Linked DNA regions of Sus scrofa: region 2 is linked to region 1. A link is a contact called in public Hi-C data. All regions are on one chromosome and are shown on one strand. The core of a region is the stretch at or near the end of the contact, and the rest is flanking DNA. Distances in the headings are between cores, read along the strand shown.

What was found. A called contact is a pair of places that touch in the nucleus more often than the background predicts.
Region 2: a contact with region 1 is called in a Hi-C map of liver, with 3 times the contacts expected there. The contact joins the promoter of MRPL2 here to the promoter of CNPY3 in region 1. A contact is called at or near these places in 2 of 5 promoter capture datasets (fetal liver and liver), 4 of 47 Hi-C or Micro-C datasets (heart right ventricle and liver) and 1 of 2 datasets of contacts at active chromatin or transcription factors (alveolar macrophages).

The regions. Positions count from the first base shown.
Region 1 is chr7:38,012,479-38,018,102 of Sscrofa11.1, forward strand. CNPY3 (canopy FGF signaling regulator 3) reads left to right here and starts at 2,316. Exons shown (of 6, transcript NM_001110428.1): 1 at 2,316-2,617. The coding sequence starts at 2,443.
Region 2 is chr7:38,118,266-38,123,889 of Sscrofa11.1, forward strand. It overlaps MRPL2 (mitochondrial ribosomal protein L2), which reads right to left and starts at 2,403. Exons shown (of 7, transcript NM_001185067.1): 1 at 2,188-2,403; 2 at 403-571. The coding sequence starts at 2,283. It overlaps KLC4 (kinesin light chain 4), which reads left to right and starts at 2,409. Exons shown (of 16, transcript XM_001929222.4): 1 at 2,409-2,615; 2 at 4,240-4,521. The coding sequence starts at 4,264.

The sequences.
Region 1 (5,624 bases), core at 1,066-3,565:
TCGACAGAAAAGAACAGGGCCAGGATCCCAGAGTAACAGGATCCTATCCAATGCCAAGGATACAGATAATAATTGCAGACTTATACTCTATTCATCAGTTAAGGGTCATTATTCATTTGACAAATATTCACTGAGCATCAACTCTGAGCCAGGCACTAAAGAGACTTTTGTTTTATTTCTTAAAGAGGGTTCTTGCACTGATAGTATAGAATATGAGGCTCAATCTGGCATTGCTGCAGCTGTGGCACAGGCCACAACAGGTTCGATCTGTGGTCAGGAAACTTCCATGTGTTGCAGGTGTGGCAAAAAAAAAAAAAAAAAAAAAAAAATGAGGCTCCCACAATAGAGTGTAACCAGTGTGTTCCCTGCTCACCCAGCTCTTGCAGGAAATCCAGCCTTTCCCAGGGCTTCTTCTCCAGTAATCACCCCCAAGAATCTCTGGGAGCTTTCATGTGAATCCAGATGCCCCCTGGGCAGCATAGGACAGTTTTTGAATTAACGGCCCTACTTTAGTCTTCCTCTCCTCATGGCGGCAGTTGGGAACGATGTCCTAATGCCCCCCCCAATGCACACACACATGATATCACTGACACTCCCAGCTTCCCCGAGCCTCAGTGCCCTCGTAGCTGCTGGTCCATGAAAACCCTCCCGTTATCTTCCACTGCTGATCTCTCATCAGCTTGTAAGGAGATTCTCCGGCCCTTTTTTTGGGTTCTTCAAGGAGAGAGAGGGCACTTCTTCTTGGGATGAATCTGTCCACCATCCCCACAGGGCCTGCTCCTTCCCTAACACAGACAGAGGAAGGGCTAGGCTGTGGGGAAGGGGCATGTCCACCCAAACCCCAGACTTTCTCCAACCACTGTGCCTTCCCGGCTCTTAGCCCAGATGCTGAGCCCAGGGCTCCTGCCAAACTAATTTGTGCCTCAATTAATATCTTCTCAGAGTCCTGTTTGTTTATTCTGGAAGCAGGTGTCCCTTACCTTCAGGGCTCCTCCCCAAGTTGCCCCCATTCCCCTAATCCTGGCCTGCCCCAGACTCAGCAGGAATGCCCACTATGGATGGCTTAACATTATTTCCCAGGAGGGTTCCTGGCCAGACTCTGAGCCTTCCTAAGTCTTAGGAAGCCTAGAGAGGATGGAGGACCTCAGGAGGGTGTCCTGATCCTCTGCGTCCTGATCTATTGTGGAATTCTACACATCACAGCTCCTACCTATCCAGAGGGCCTTATCACCCACACAACTGTTTTGAGCAAGAAGCTAAAATCAGGAAACAACAAGTCAATGGGCTGAGTACCAGTCCTTTCAAGTCTTTATAAAATAGCATAAATATCCAACCTCCAGGAAGGAAACTTGAAGTGCTGGGGAACAGGGGCTTATGGACAAAAATGGAATTTGCAGACAACCTGCAAGAGAAGCAGATTTGGGCTGTTATAGAACACTGAGCAGGGGCAGCCAGAAGCAGCCCCAAAGACCCAGAGTCCTGCTCTTGATGGCACAGGAGAAGGGGGTTTCATTGAGCAATTGCGGTACCAGGCGTCCTGGTGCAGGGGAGGTGGAAGGGAAATACAACTGTTCATTAGTCCTTCTGGGAGCTCAGAATCCAAAGAAATAAATAATAGGGCAGAAAATCAGGAGAGGTTATACACTAAAAAGAAAATCAATGCATAAACTTTTTACAATCTGCTCCATAAGCTTTAATTCTATTAACCTGTTCAAGCTTCCCAGAGAACAAAGCTCGAACAGCAGCTAGGAGGATCACTGTGTCATAACACAGACAAAAGCTGAGGCTCTGAGTGACTTGTTCTAGTTCTCCCTGGGACAAATCTAGAGTTACTGGGCACTAAGAAAGCTGCTTGAAGACTGGGGACTGAATCGTCCTGGTCTCATCCACAGCATCTACTAGAGTGACTGGCAATTACCATCACCACTACCACTACCACAGCAAAATTAAAAAGCAGGTGCTCAGTAAGGGCTGGCTGCATTATAACCGTGGTGGGGCGGGGAGTGACGCGCAAGGAGGCGGAGAAGGCAGTGAAGACACCTTCCAGGACCAGAGCCTTCTTCCCTCTCCCGCAGCCCTAGTCCTCCTGTCCCTCCCAGAGCCTCTGTTAAGGGGTGGGAAAAGATGTTGCCATAGGTCACTGAGGACACTATCCGCTATTTCATTGGCGGAGGTCGAAAAAAGATCGTCCTCCCATTCGCTAGAAGACAAACCCCAAAAAGTCCATTGGCTGCGTAGACCGCAGGCCCCGGTCGGCTCTGGGGGCCGGCCGAGACGGCCAGAGGAGGGAGCTGCCTGGGGGGGCGGGGAGGGGGGTGCTCGCCGTTTTCCTGGTTACGCCGAGGCACGTGTGCAGTCCCGGAAGCGGCTCCGGGAAGCTGCCCAGCGCGCGCAGCGGGAGGAGGTGCAGCCCGGTCCGCTCAGGTCGGGTCCGGCTGGGCCATGGAACCATTACCTGAGCCCACGTCCCGGCCTCGGCTCCGGCCTCGGCCCCGCTGTCTTCTGCTTCTTCCCCTGCTACTGTTGCTGCTGCTGCTACTGCCCGCCCCGGAGCTGGGCCCGAGGGAGGCCCGAGCAGAGGAGACAGACTGGGTTCGACTGCCAAGCAAATGCGAAGGTGAGGGGGCGGGGCCCGCGGGGAGTATCCAGCTGGGGGGGCGGGGCTTGCGGAGAAGGTCCTGGGCTCTGGAGCGAGTCTCCAGTGCAAGAACCTGATGTGTGTCTGGCACTGTGCTGAGCTCTGGGGACAGAGAGGCGGGCGAGAGATCAGATCTTGGTGCACCTGGAGCTCAGAAATCGGTGAAAACAAGCAGTTATAATCGGGTTAGTAAATGCCCTGATGGAGGAGGCACAGGACTTTGGCGGCTGGGTGAGGAGCAGCTAATCTAGACTAGAAATGGGGGGAAAGGCTTCGTCAGGAAGCCCCGAATGATTAGGAGTTAGCCGGGTGAGAAGTGAAGAGAGGGTCCCACTCAGGAAACCACAGATGCAGGGTCTTGCAAGCAAAGGACAAGTTTGAGGAACTGAAAAGATCCGTATGACTAGTCTTGGGGAGGAAAGAGCTTGAGACGCCCCCTCTGTGCCCTCATCGCAAGCTTTGTGTCATTGGCCGTCTCCCCGACTTGCTGTCAGCTCCTGCCGGGGCAGGGACCTCTCTCAGATACCTGTTCACACAGTGCCTGGTAGGCATCCAATAAATGTATTTGGAATAAGTATGAATAAACAGGGGTGGGGGTACTGTGGGTGTAGGTGCAGGAAGGAGGAGGGTCTGAAGCCTGGGGGAACTTAGGGAGGAAGATTTTAGGAATATGGAAAAAGTATGACTCCCAAAGACAGAGGGGTGAAGGTGTGGCACTTGAGAGAGACAGCAAAGAGCGTCAGCACACAATCCAGGACTGTGAAGGGTCTACCTTCCCCCCACCCCTCCATTTCTCAGTTTACTCCTCAGACCTTTACAGATACTCCTTCCATCTCCCTCCACCAACTCCAGCCCCCGCACCCCTGAACGTCGGCTGTAAATGTTTTGCATCTTAATTCAAAGCCTGCAGCCAGCCAGATGTTCCCTAAGCACTCGAATGGGGGTGGTTTGAAAGGCATAATGCTTTCATTGGAGAGATGAAAGGTGAGATGCTTCAGAGATGAGCTGAGCTCACTGGTAGTCTTCCCAGTGTGGGTTCTAGCCTGTACTTTCTCCCTCACTCCCTTAAATAGACAGTCAGAGGGTTATGGTGCCTTCCTTTCACTCTTCCTGTAGCTATAACCAGTGTCTTTGGGGATTTCACTTCCCCTTCTTATTTTCTATCTTATACTGATAGCACAGAGCTCTTACTGCTTCTCATTTTCATACATAGCAGAGGAAGCTCACATTTCTTTTCCTTAGGAGACTCATAGAAGCATAGAGTTGGCAAAGATCTTTTTTTTTTTTTTTTTTGTCATTTTTAGGGCTGCACCTGCGGCATATGGAAGTTGCCAGGCTAGGGGTCCAATCAGAGCTGATGCCACCCAACTACGCCACAGCCACAGCAACGCCAGAGCCAAGCCTCATCTGCCACCTATACCACAGCTCATGGCAATGCCAGATCCCTAACCCACTGAGAGGGGCCAAGGATTGAACCCATATCCTCATGGATACTAGTCGGGTTCATTAACTGCTGAGTCACGAGGGAAACTCCGTCAAAGATCTTTAGATCATTGTAGTCTGAGCTGATTTTGTAGGTAATTGATAAAGAATCGTTTAAAAGGGATTTTCAAGTCACAGGATGGCTTGGCAAACTCCAACCCTTAGGCTCATCTTAATAGTGTATATTTACTTTATTTATCACTGTTTCACCTTTGTTATTAAATGCTGACTGTCTGGCCCACAAAGCTTGCCTCCTGGCTCAGGAGCCTGAGTGGAAGAGGCCTTGGCAAAGAGAAAGGAGGACCGGCCCAGAAAAAAGCAGGTGGTTGATCCATGAGGATCCATGAGGATCCATGAGGATCTGGGGTCTGTGCCATGAGTCTCCTCCAAGTCTGGTTCTGGGTGGGTTCTGCAGAGGGGGTCTTGAAGAGGTAAGATTTGCAAGAGTTGGGAAGCAAGGTTGTGGTTGTGGATATAAGAGAGATGGGTTGGTGGGTTCCAACCCCGCCCCCTGCTTGGAATACTACATATTGAGGGCGTGGGAGGAGGGGCCCAGGAGCCAGAAGAATGATGAGCTTGCACAAAGTACAGGACAGAGGAGAGGAGGGAGCCTAGATGGTCCTGGTTGGAGAGCCAGGGAGGTGAGACACCCCCACTTCATTGCAGACTCTGAGATCACTGGCTTACATTATGGAATTTTCGTATGTTCCAAGTTCTCCAAGCCATCTCTTATGCTGGCATGTTATAAAACTTCACCAAGCAAGCCTGCAGGGCATATATTGGTTTTGGTGGTAGGTCAGTTTTCTGCCCAACTCTGCTTTTGCTGTTATAACAACACTGATGGCATTTAGCTTGCAGACCACATGCCATTCGGAGATATCAGAAGCTGCCTGACCACAAGCACAGCCTCTCTGAGCAATAGTTAGCAAGTACCCAACACATACAAAGTCCCAGACTAGAGGAATAGAGAAAAAAATCCAGTTTGTGATCCTCACTTTGGCATTTAATTGGAGAGACACGCAAGATGACCCAGCCCTTAGTGAGAGCTTGTATCCTATAGAGTCTCTGAATTAAATCAAGAGTGAGTGGGATTCATCCGGAAGGGCTTCCTGGAGGAGGAGGCTTTTCAGGTGTGGCTGGGAGCATGGGCAGACAACCCCCCAAAACCCCTAGAGGGCATCAGGCACTTTGCTAAGGCCTTAGGTACTATGCACTTGCCCTGGTAGCACTCCTTATGTAACATTAATTGTTTACACTTCTTTCTGCTCCATTAGACTGAGTATCTGGAAGGGAGGGACCTTGTTTTTAGCTCTCTATGCCCAGGCAGTGCCTGACACATAGGAATTGCCTAATAACTGTTTGAGGAAGGGTATGAGGAAATGAGAGAATGAATGTACAAAAACAGTGGAAACAGGCCTCTGGGGGGGATGGAGCAAATTAACTTGGTAGGAATAGAGAGCTGGTGTTGGAACAACATATGAAATCAAGTAATAAAACAGCCATA
Region 2 (5,624 bases), core at 1,153-3,652, 110 kb after region 1:
AAGAAATGGCAAAAAAGACAAAAAAACAAAAAAAAAAACACAAAACACTTCCAGATAAAAATATCTACAAATTACTGAATTCAGTAATTTTAACTAAGTTTACTAAGAGCCATGTTAACTTGGGTTCAATTTCTATTGTAACTTTTTGAGGGGTATGAAGAAAAATATCGTGCAACTTCCTGAGTATGGCTGGTTTTCAATTACCTAGATTATCTTTAGGCGCACAGACCACTTGTCTGTTGCTTTGATTTCAACCCTCTCATTCTTACACACCTACTACATGCAGAAGGAGTCCAATAATTGCTTTCTACTTACATTCCTCTGGCTGTATCAAAATATAGACCTAGGGTCCTACCATGTTTTCCCCCTTTACTGCTTAAATCTTCTTGCCCCTGCCCCCACCTGTGTGGTTTCGGCCCCCAGACTTCCTCATCTTCACTGGCATAACGGTATACTTGGTACGACTCTTCCACGACACAGACGTAGCACTAAGGGCCACAGAGGTAAGGATTGGGCGACAGGGAAGCGACATCAAGCCAGAGGGCAGCGTAAGGAGGACATTGTTCGTCACCTAGAGATAAACAGAATTCAATTTCACTTGCAAGCTAATTGAAGGTGGGTAGTTCCCATTGTGGCTCAGCGGTAATGAACCCGACTAATGGCCATGAGGATTTGGGTTTGATCCCTGGCCTCACTCAGTGGGTTAAGAATCTGTGATATATGGAGTTCCCATTGTGGCTCAGTGGTTAATGAATCCGACTAAGAACCATCAGGTTGCAGGTTCGATCCCTGGCCTCACCCAGTGGGTTAAGGATCCGGCATGCCCCTGAGCTGTGGTGTGGGTTGCAAATGCAGCTTGGATACCGCATTGTTGTGGCTCTGGTGTAGGCCAGCAGCTACAGCTCTGATTAGACCCCTAGCCTGGGAATCTCCATATGCTGCAGGTACAGCCCTAGAAAAGACAAAAAAAAAAAAGAATCTGTGGTATATAGGTTGCAGACATGGCTTGGATCCCTTGTGGCTAAGGCACAGGCTGGTGGCTGCAGCTCTGATTCGACTCCTAGCCTGGGAACCTCCATATGCTGTGGGTGTGGCCATAAAAAGTCAAAAGAAAGGAGAAGCCTCGGAGAACCAAGGGAGAGGGCACAAAGTTTAGCTTGTAGCTTCCTCCTGGAAATGTCCCAGAATAGGTGTCCAAAACTCCACCCTTCACAGCTTGCACAAATACCAGTGGGAAATCTTTATCTAGATATATGTGTGCTGATTACCTCTTCTCCCCTGATCCTCTCACCTCTGAAGTGTTTCTTCAATGGAGTGTTCTCCCTTTGGTGCATCTTCTTCCAAATTTGGCTCAAAACATTCCTTCTCCAAGAAACTTTTCTTTCCCTAAACAACTCACTTCTCCAGAGCTGATAACTTCTATATATTCATGTGCCACCATCAGCAATGCCCTGTGACCATTTTACTGCATTATGTTTCTGAGTTTTTCAGATGTGAATGGAGGGGAGAGACCATTTATGTTTTGTTCATTGCTGTAGTCCCAACATTTCACATTGTAGGTTGGTTTGGTTTTGAATTTTAAGTATCCATCTGCCAAACTCCACCATCAGTCTGAAAGGTCTAGAGAGGTAAGACAAACTTCTTTTCTGTAACTCACCAGTTGCCCAGCCCACTAGGAATCTTGTGATTTCTTCATATGTTAGGCCCCTAGTCTTGGTATCTTGCCCTGAATTTTCTAATTCTTTTAACTCATCCTTAATGGTTATAATAATATATAATAAGCCAGTCTGCCTAGCTCCAATAGTTGGTGTACGAGCTTGGATTACATATCAGTTTTCTCATGTGTAACACGGTAATGATAATAACTTATAAACTGGTTGAAAGGAATTCATTTATTTAAAAGTTTATTTGACTTGGCTTATGAGACACTCAATAAACGTAAGTTATTATTGAAAGCTGTACATTTGTCTGTGAGGCACTTCATCTTCAATATCTTGTCTGAGGAATCCAGCGACCCTATGAGATAGCAACGTTTACAGAGGAGAAAGCTGAGGCTGAGAGTTACTTATCCAAGGTCACGGGCCGGCGTGACTCCTAACCAGACTCGCACCCCCCCCCCCGCGTCTCCTGGTGCCCCATCTCCGGTTGCCAAATGGAAACAGCCTCACTCCCGGTAAGGTAGATTACCTGGACGGCCGGGAGCAGGTTTAGGCCGGGGGCGACAGCGATCCGGGGCGTCAGGCTCAGAGAGCTAAGAGCGCGGGTCAATACCCGCAGGGCCATGATTGGCCAGGCTCGGTTGGGTTCAGCACACCACCATCACCTTTAGCGAGGAACCCTGGCGCTACTGGATGACGCTAACTGGTCCAAGTGCCGTCGCTCCATCCTGACGTAAAAAGAAAAGAGGCGGGCGGAGAACCCGAGACCAAGTTGGACACACACCTCCTTTCCTCCCTGTGCCAGGTAGACCCAATCCCCCGGCGGCTCATAGGTCGCGTGACTGGGGAACAGGCCCCGCCCCTCAGAGCCGTCAAAACAATTGCCTTGAGCGGCAGCCATGATGGATTTAAAGGGGCAGTACCGGCAAGAGCTGTAGCCAGATCATCAGACTGCGGGTGAGTCTTTAAGGGTACTTTGGGGCAGAGAGTTGAGATCCTGCTACCTCTTTCTTGCACTCCCGGACAGATTAAGAAATGAGCCCTTCCGAGCAGTCTCAAACAACTCGAGTCGGATTCAAAAACTCCGCCCCCCGGGATTCTTCCCGCCCCCTCGGCGTCCAGACGGACGGACAGACGGTCCGCCCCGCCCCCTGCGCTACCAACTGACTCCTTGACCTCGGGATAATCCGGCCCCTGGTCCTCCTCGCCCGCGACGCGGACCTGGGTCATCACCCCGCACCTCCTCCCTTCTCTCCTGCCCATCGCACTCTCTCCCCACCCTGGGCCTCAGGGCAGGTCGACAGCCTGGGACACTTCACCGCATTCCCAGGCCGGGGAGACCAAGTCCTAGCGCCGAGATCCTCTGTGATCCCGCAGCCACTCAGCGGACCTGCCATTCTTCCCTGCATCATCGGGCACCTGGGAGGCACTCTACGCTGACTCTCAGAGCCTGTTAGTATGTTAGTACGTGATCATGATAGAGACAAAGCCATAGAGATGACTGGGCAAAGAGTGACCAGGTCTTCCTCCTCACCCGTTCCCAGACACGCCCCTTGCCTCAGGTCTCAGATCAGATCTCACTCTCTTCTTGGGAGAAAATAGCTCCCAGGCTTGGGGTGGGAGGTTGGCTTCTGGAAGGAGGAGGGACCTTGGTCGTCTTTGAAGACCTGTGGGCAGGGGAGGGAGGGTGTTTGTCCTGGGTGGGGCTCTATGCCAGGTCCTCGGGAGGCTGTGAAGTGGTGAGAGAAGGGGTGGGAACGCTGGACTTCTGGACTTTGGGCAGGGCAGATCCTTCTGAGTCCCTGGCTGCTTGAACAGAGTTTCTTCCGGGCTCCTGCCTGAACGCCACAACCAAGGGTTATATACAGGTAAGAAGACTTCAAAGATGAGAAACAAGGCCCTTTTGAGGAAGTAGTCAGACAGCCTGAGGCCTGAGGTTTCAGGCATGTGGGGAAAGAGGCAGGGCTGACCAGGTTTGCAGATGCTGGGCTTAGCTCTGTGGGCGACCCGCACCTCTAGGTGCCTCTCATCTGGGTCCTGTGATGAAGGCTCCTATTTTTTTTCTTTTCCTTCTCTTTCTTGATTTAAACATTGATTTGAAACCTATTTCTCCCCGCACTTTTTAAAAAATTCTGACTATTTTCAGCATATCTCCTGCCTGCTTTAACCTCGTTCCCTTTGCAGTGCTCTCAAACACCCTCTGTGCTCCCTAGAGGGCTGTCTCTCCTCTCCTGATTCCTTTTCTTAACCCCAAATCTGTCTCCAACTCCTTTTCCATTCTGTTCCTTAGCTCAGTCCCTCTGGTACTTCTCAGCACCTCTGTTCCTTCTATACTTTTTCTTCGTTCAAGTCAATTCCTCTCCTTCTCTATCTCCCCCAACCTTAGTTTTGTGTCTAGTGTCGCAGGCTGCCTCCTCACTGGTCACTTGTTCTCTCCAATTAAACCACAGGGTTCCCCCCCTCCATTTGCTCTTTTCCTTCACTTGGACTCCCCCCTCCACCACCCCTGCCAGCCTCTAACCAGGGCGCTCAGCCCTCGTTGTTATTTTGACTTCAGCTGAGCTCTGTTGTTTCTCTGTAGCCCAGACACGGTCCCCTGGCCAGGATGTCGGGCCTGGTGTTGGGACAGCGGGATGAGTCTGCAGGGCACCGGCTCAGCCAGGAGGAGATCCTGGGGAGCACCCGTCTGGTGAGCCAAGGGCTGGAGGCTCTACACAGTGAGCACCAGGCAGTGCTGCAAAGCCTCTCGCATACCATCGAGTGTCTGCAGCAGGGAGGCCATGAAGAAGGGCTGGTGCACGAGAAGGCCCGGCAGCTGCGCCGATCCATGGAAAACATCGAGCTGGGGCTGAGTGAGGCCCAGGTGAGGGGGAGGAGGTGGTGCCAAGTGGCCCCAGGTAGATGGAGAAGAATTGTCTGATGGAGTTTTGGGTTCATTTGGGATCCCTTTTCCTAGATGCTTGAATTCATTCACCCAGTTAATAAGTATTAAGCCTCCACCATGTGCCAGGCACTAATCTTCTGGATGCTCGGGAGAGTGATCACTCAACACAACGGCCATAAAGCTTTGCCATCTTGGAGCTTAGAGTCTAGCTGGGGGAAGCAGGTGATACACAAATAAATAAGTGATTCAGTGTGCCAGAGTGATAATTGCTAAGGATAAAAAGGTAAAAATAAAGCAAGGAAGGGGATTGGGGTGTATGGAGAGAGGATACAGTTTTAGGTGGGGTGGTCCGGGAAAGCCTCACTGAAAAGGCACCATTTGAGCAAAGAATTGAAGATGAGGGAGTTCTCATCATGGCGCAGTGGAAACAAATCTGACTGGGAACCATGAGATTGTGGGTTTGATCCCTGGCCTCGCTCAGTGGATTAAGGATCCAGCATTGCCGTGAGCTGTGGTGTAGGTCACAGATGCGGCTCAAATCTGGCATTGCTGTGGCTGTGGTGTAGGCCGGCAGCTGTAGCTCTGATTCGACCCCCAGCCTGGGAACTTCTATAGGCTGTGGGTATGGCCCTAAAAAGACAAAAGCCAAAAAAAAAAAAAAAAGAATTGAAGATGAGGGGTTGGGTCATACAGTAAACTAAACAGGGGAAGAGCATTTTGAGAGCATGGACAGCAAGTGCAGAGGCCCTGACCTCGAGCCGTCCCCTGAGTTCACTGAGGGGCCAGTGCGGCTTCCCCCTGGCCAGTGCAGTGACTGAGGGGAAGCAAAATAGAAAACGAAGTTGGAGAGGTAATGGGGGTGGGGGAGGGGGACAGAGCATGTGGCACTGTAGGCCATCATAAGGACTTGCCTTTTACCTTGAATGAGACAGAAGCTATTGGAATGTCCTGAGTGGAGGAGTGATGTGGTCTAAGTCAGCATTTTAAAAGGATCATCTGGGAGTTCCTGTTGTGGCTCAGCCATTTAAGAACCCAGCTAGTATCCATGAGGATGTGGGTTTGATCCCTGGCCTCACTCAAAG